Regions from separate parts of the Mus musculus genome. Here region 2 is linked to region 1. The links are chromatin contacts, called in public HiCAR-type maps. All regions are on one chromosome and are shown on one strand. Each heading gives the region's core, a stretch centred on a gene start, on an enhancer-like site or on the middle of the called end of the contact. The rest is flanking DNA. Distances are from core to core; before and after follow the strand shown. Region 1 holds the start of 4930417H01Rik (a long non-coding RNA gene). Region 2 has its middle 13 kb from the start of Sema6d.

What was found. HiCAR-type assays count read pairs that join an accessible place to other places.
Region 2: a contact with region 1 is called in a HiCAR-type map of astrocytes, with 5 times the contacts expected there. The contact joins the enhancer-like site here to the promoter of 4930417H01Rik in region 1. A contact is called at or near these places in 2 of 39 promoter capture datasets (both in liver) and 3 of 115 datasets of contacts at active chromatin or transcription factors (astrocytes, large pre-B cells and stem cell-derived neural progenitor cells).

The regions. Positions count from the first base shown.
Region 1 is chr2:122,700,909-122,704,242 of GRCm38.p6, forward strand. It overlaps 4930417H01Rik (a long non-coding RNA gene), which reads left to right and starts at 1,731. Exons shown (of 5, transcript XR_866691.3): 1 at 1,731-2,076. Slc30a4 (solute carrier family 30 (zinc transporter), member 4) reads right to left here and starts at 1,755. Exons shown (of 7, transcript NM_011774.3): 1 at 1,122-1,755. The coding sequence starts at 1,512.
Region 2 is chr2:124,639,236-124,642,373 of GRCm38.p6, forward strand. It overlaps a transcript of Sema6d not described here. Among named protein-coding and RNA genes, the nearest start is that of Sema6d, 13 kb to the right of the region's middle. Within about 2 kb of position 1,471, at least 40 of the 459 cell types and tissues checked have an H3K27ac peak or open chromatin away from gene starts, as enhancers often do. A contact at or near this core is called in astrocytes and stem cell-derived neural progenitor cells, where this site is marked.

The DNA of each region.
Region 1 (3,334 bases), core at 481-2,980:
TCCTCTGTTAATGCCACTTCAGAAACTGCCACTAAGGAGTCGGCAGTGTGTTCTCTATCTGAGAACTGCATCCATGGATACCATCAATCATGAATGGAAAACATCTGAAAAAGTAACTCTTCCTCAGCGTTCGCCATTCACAGACTTGTTCTGCTCATCAATCTCTCAACGAGTCAGGATAACAACTACTTAAATACAGCATCAAATTTGTATTTTGTAGTCAAAATGATTTCCAAAGGCTTTAAAGTACAGAAGGACATATATGTAGGTTATATGCAAATAACTGCTTCGCTTTACGTAAGGGATCTTTACATAAGGCGTCACTGGATGAGGCAACCTGAGATTCAGGTTCTAGAGAGGACTCCTGGAAGCAACCCACCTTGGATATCAAAGGACGACTATAAACTAATGCGACAGTAAAAATAAGGTCTAAAGCAAGAACCTTAGAGTGAGAAATTATCTGAAATCAGTTAAAAAAGGAGAAAAAAAAAAACCCTAGCTTCTGCAGCTGCCGGGGAGACCTCTAGCAAACTGTAGATACTCCTTTTAATAATGAACTTTTAATTAGTTGGCTGTATAGAGTTTTGTAAAGCCCTTGGCTATAAGCTCAAAAGGAAGCGGCATAAATAAGCATCAAATAACCAAAATGTAGACAGAGAGGAAAGTCTGGTACTGTGGATGGCTCTCTCTTTTCCCAATAAGATTCCTCATAATCTAATCCCTTCAGAACTTCTGTGTGAGAAAACAGAATGGTGTTCAGTAACATCCCTTAGTACTATAAAATTCTGATTCTAATCCATGTCAGAATTATTTTAGACGTTGAAAGATAAACCTGGCATTTTATCAGAATCTGTAAAAGGAGAAGTTACATGATATACAGTCAAGATAACACCCTAAACCCTACAGTAAAAGGCACTGTTTATGGGAGTTACAAGATATACCTGCAAGCTCTCAGTGGGCGCTCACGGGAACCGCACTTTGGAATCCCGTGTCCCTTTCCTATGGACCCACGAAAGTCTAGATACTCAGCAAACTTCCTGAAAACAAAGTTTCCACCTCAACTCCGGCGTAGCTAACAGCTGGACAAAGTCAAAGGCAAGCGAGTCGGCGACACAACTCACCTACAAGCTCTCCGATCATGAAAAGCAAGTAGAGGACGGCAGCGATGGTCAGCCTGGTCTTCACCTTCCTCTGCTTCAGCAACTCGCGTCGCTTGCTGCAGTTGTCACAGGGGTCCATTTTCAAACTCAGCTGACTGTTGGTTAAAGGTAAGTCCTGGTCCAATAAGGAGTCATCGTCGGCCTGGAGGGCCGGGTGCGCCCCGTTCACAGGCCTTTCCGGGGCTTCCGAGTCATCGTCGGCCACCACGACTCGAAGTTTATTAAAGCGCGAAAGCCCCTCGTCGCTCACCTCGTCCGAGAAGTCGAAGGCGCTGGTGTCATTTAAGAACAGCGGCGTGTCGTCTTTCCTCAGCAGGGATTTGAGGCGCTTCCACGCGCCGGGGCCGGCCATGGCAGCGGAGGGGCGGCCGGCGACTCCGCCTTCACCGGCGCTCGGGCTCCTCAGGGCAGCGCGGCGCGTCCCTGCCCATCGTGAGGAGAACGAGACCCCGCTCCTGTCGCCGCGCCCCGGCCGCGCGCCAGCTCCGGACTCGGCGGTGCTCGGCTACCTGCGGGCCGACGCCGCCGCGCATCCCCGCCCGGAGCTCGCGCTACTGCGACCCGGGCCAGGGACCGAGGCCGAGCCCCAGCCACTGCACCCGCCCGCCCCGTGCCGCTGGGAGGCCGGCCGCGGGGTCTGACAGGCCCGGCCTCCTCCGGCCCCTGAACGAGGCGGCGCGTGCGCCCGCGAGGCGCGAGGGGAGGGGTCGGCGCGGGCACGCAGGCCGCCGCTTGGGGGCGCGCCGAGGGGGCGTGGTCGCGCGTCGCCCCCTGCCCCCGCCCTCCCGGCCCCGCCTCTCGGGCTCTGAGGTCTTGTGCGCTCTGAGCCCCCGGGTGTGCCGCGGGAAGGTCCCCCCGGAGCTGGGTGTCACTGCTCTGAATTCCCTCCACTGGAGATGGGTCTCGGGAATCTCAGGTCCGATCTTGGTTATGGATGGTCCGTGGAAAATGTCCTTTAGTGCTTTCTTACCAAGTGGGAATCCTGGTAGCTTTTCTTCTACCCAATCGGCAAAAAATTGCCGATTATCTTGGTCAAAAGGCTAGGACAAGACTAGGATGGTCAGTAGTTCTATGGCTTGCTTTAAAGTTTCCTGTTTCTCAGCAAATATGTGTCTTCCTTCTGTGTTCACTGCTACGCTCCTTGGGCACAATTGTGTGAGCTTACTTTCCCTATGTTTCATCACATTCTCAAATGTCCTCAAGAAGCAAGATTAAAGGCAACACTGTTGGTAGAATTCATTTTAAAGTGTAAATCCTTGGCTTCCACCTTTCTTTCCTTTTGAGATCCTTAGGATCTAATCCAGGGGCTCATGCAAGTTAGACACGGGGCTACACCTGCATCTTGCCTGTGGTGTCCTGCAAGCTCCTACTTCCCCAGGGTTTACAAAGACAATATTTTAAAAAGTTTTTATATCTTACCAAAATTTCAGGTCACAAAAATACAATGAAAAAAATCACACGAGGCAATTTTAACGATTCTGTTGACACCTTAGAATCCGGTGCGAAAAGAAAGCCCTGGCTACTTCTGTATTCCAGAGTGATCCCTCAGTCCTAAGTTTTCCCCCAGAGCTGCAGTCATGAAAGCAAATTAGACCCTCCATGGTCCCGAGATCAGGAAGGGAAGGCTATTGCCTAGAATTTCATCAATCAGGACACGATGGTAATAGCCAAAGGGAGACAGCTTACGAGCCATTACATTCCTCGGCTCCAAATATCTTAGGAGTAGATTGTTCTGTTGTTTTTAATGTCCCATTTAACTGCCTACAATGTTTCAGGAGTGTCATCGGAGTCTCTTAAATGCAGCCTCAAGGTAGGAGGGATGTGAATGTTTCAAGAATAGTTGAAATAAAAGGATGGGTTGTTTGGGGACATTTCCAGCGCGCTGTGCTGAGGAGGACTGCCTTTGTGCGTTCTGTTCTTTCACTCGTGTCTCACTGGATTCTCGAGAAAGTGATGAGACGACAAAGCCATATTTTAAGCTCTGTCCATAAATTCTGTGATGACCCCACTCTTCAGGAGGTAAATTCCCTTACCTTTGCTTGTGGACAGCACTTAGTAATGGCCTATGACCTGTAATGAACAGTCTGTGGCAGAAGTGACTGTGACTTACAGACTAGGTCATAAAAGGTGCTGCAGCTGTTTCTTTATCCTCACTCTTAGATCTCTTGCACTGT
Region 2 (3,138 bases), core at 221-2,720, 1.9 Mb after region 1:
TGTCAGGCCCACATTCTTAAGTCCCAGTGGAGACTCATTTGCCCTGCAAATCCCATTTGTGGTTTGGCTTAGAAGATCATGGGCAGAGATTTCGGAGCAGAGCCCTGCTGTCTCCGGGTTGAGAGCAAGCCCATGCACTTTGTATCCTAGGCAACGCTGATGCTATGGCAGAAATTTAGAAGGATGAATTGGAAATCATTTGGTTAAAGAGCCCTTTTCAACCCAGGCACCAAATCCACAAACATAAAACCTGATGATTTAGGAACAGCCCTGGAACTCATCTGGATGCTAGCTCCAGCTCCAGCTCCAGCTCCAGCTCCGGCTGATGAGGAAACAGAAGCTGGAGGAGGGGCTTTGCCTTCTGATGGCCTCTTGGCTCCTTCAAAGCCTTTAAGGGTTTAAAAGGAAAACCCAGATTTTTTTTCTAGCCTCCTCTTACCTCCAGGTGTGTTTGATAATGAAGGTAAGATTAGCAACCCCTGGGGTGATTCATAGAGGGAGGAAGAATAAGTGTAGATAAGGGTTTACATGTTTGAAGCATGGTTATCTCCAGCTTTAGAGCCCCATACCCTTCCTCAAGGTTGTGGCTTTAGCTTTAAACAGGCTTCCTGATACTCTCCCTGAATAATAACAATTACAGTGTTCCCCTGTGCCAGGAACTTCGATAAGCTCTTTAGAGGGCCAGTCCTATCCTCCTGGTAATCCTATGAGGTGGCTACTCCTATCTTACCCCATTTACAGGGTAACAGAAGTGCAAAGGGGTTAATTAGCTTGCCCAAGGTAGCTTGGTAAATAGTAGAGCTAGACTCCTCAGCAGCCCAGCTAGAACCTGAGTTCATCAGTCTGTAGGACCTGTGTTCATTGGCCTATAGAATCCATGTTCATTGGCCTACATTTCACTGTTCAGTAATGGGTGGAGTAAGCCAAAAAAAAAAAAAAAAAAAAAAACAGAAAAGTCAAACTCTGCTAACACCTTTGTCCTGCATTTACTTAGTCAAAATTAACAGCTGAGACCCTGAAAACTTGTGTGGATTTACCTAGACTCCAGTTCTGCCTCTCTGGCTCCAGAGGTCCCCAAAGTCCATCGTCAGAGAGTTGCAGGTGAGGTGTGGCCCATATCTGTGTGGTCCCTCTCAGAAATTCTGCCAGCCATGGAATCCACCTGGTTCCCATTCTTGATTACGGGTTCATTTTTGGTGCTGGACTGGTGAGCTGAGCCTAACTCTTCAGGAATTTCCATCCATACAATAAAAAATTGTCTGTCAAAATAAGTTAATGGGTTTTTCTTTTTTTGGTGGGGTGGGGGGCAAGAAAGAAAGAAAAGCAAGCAAACTAATAACTCCCTGGAAGTGACAACAGTAGCAGAGTCCAGCTCCCTATCTGTCTGCTTGTGAATCAAGTCAGATCTGCTTGTGGATGCTGGTGACTCATGCTAAGGATCCTTTAGGTCTGTCGGGGTAAACATCCCCTCCTGTCATAGGAACTTGCTTGTATGCATATGCGCATGTCTCTGTGTGCATACAGAAGGCAGATACAAGGTGGCTGATCACTGGGTGAGTAGGACCTACTGTTCTTGGCTTTCCATGCTGCTTCCTTTGATTTTTAAATAGCACTTTTCTTTCTCTGAGTTGTTAGAAATGTAACCCTTCCTCAACAACTTCAAATCAGGACAGCATCTGAAGCCCTCTCTAAGCGGATTGCTCAGCCCTGTGCCTGCGCGTGAAGGCAATGGCTCCTCCCAGCAGTGAGGCAGTGAGGTGCTGTTGCTCTCCAAGTGCTGTGCTGAGCAGAGATCACTGCACCCGTGCACCAGCTTCAGCAGTTTTGCTTCCCAAGTCCCTTAACTTCCTGCTCATTTCTTTCCTTGCCAGATAGAAATAATAGCAGTAGACCTCCTTAGTTTCCCCATGCCTGGGTAATATTCATGCTCTCTGAAAAGGCACCTTGAATAATATTAAAAGCTAAAGCTACAGAGGGATTGCACCTGACAAATCCGTAGAATAGGAGCACACATTCCTGACTTCTGTCATCCAGACCCCGTGGGCAGAACGAGGCACACACCCAGACCCCATTATCCCAAGCAGAATGTCACACACAGGCCATATGGCAGCCACAGCAGGTCATCTGGTGGAGTAAGCTGGTGTTCCAAAGACAAGCTGAGGCCTTTGGCATCCTGTCGTCCCAGGAGCCTGGGTTCTGCTTTTGTCTAGAGCAGTTACTTTTTCTAGAGGCTAAAGAGAGGGAGCAGCCTGGCTGGCACCTGGCGTGGAGAGCAGATAATGATGGATGGATGACCTTCCTGCCTATGTCCCTCCTAACTAGTTAGCCTTGAAGACCATTGTGTCCTCTGGGTAAAAATAACAGCAACCAAAAAGGCAGTTACCCAGTTATTCATTCAGTCACCAAAGTCCCCTGCTGTGTGTTCTTTCTTTCCTTCCTTCCTTTGCTCCTTCCTTCCTCCCTCCCTCCCTCCCTCCCTCCCTCCCTCCCTCCCTCCCTCCCTTCTTTTCCTCCCTTCCTTCCTTCCTTCCTTCCTTCCTTCCTTCCTCCCTCCCTCCCTCCCTCCCTCCCTCCTTTCCTTCCTTCCTTTGCGCCTCCCTTCCTTCCTCCCTTCCTCCCTCCCTCCCTTCTTTTCCTCCCTTCCTTCCTTCCTTCCTTCCTTCCTTCCTCCCTCCCTCCCTCCCTCCCTCCCTCCTTTCCTTCCTTCCTTCCTTCCTTCCTTCCTTCCCTCCTTTCTTCCTTCCTCCTTTTCTTTCTTTCTTTCTTTCTTTCTTTCTTTCTTTCTTTCTCTCTTTCTTCCTTTCATGATCATTGCAAAGGTTCTTGTTTATAGTCTCAAAGATCTGGTCCTCATCTTGATCTCTCAAGATGATTTATCGTTTGCCCTGGATAGCACATTCTTTCTGCTAAGATCTCGGTCTCATCTCCCCATCAGTTGCTTGCCATCAGTTGCTTGTGGGTTTTTTTCTTTCTTTCAATGAGGATTGTTGCTAGAACAATTTAGCTTAAAAAAAAATGTTATCCTATCTGAGTTGAGGTTGCCTGGCAAAAGCTTGTAGGCAAGTTTTGACTGGAAGTATCTGCCCCAGAGCAGTGGTTCTGATTACAGGACACATTGTGCAATCCCTATTCAGTTTG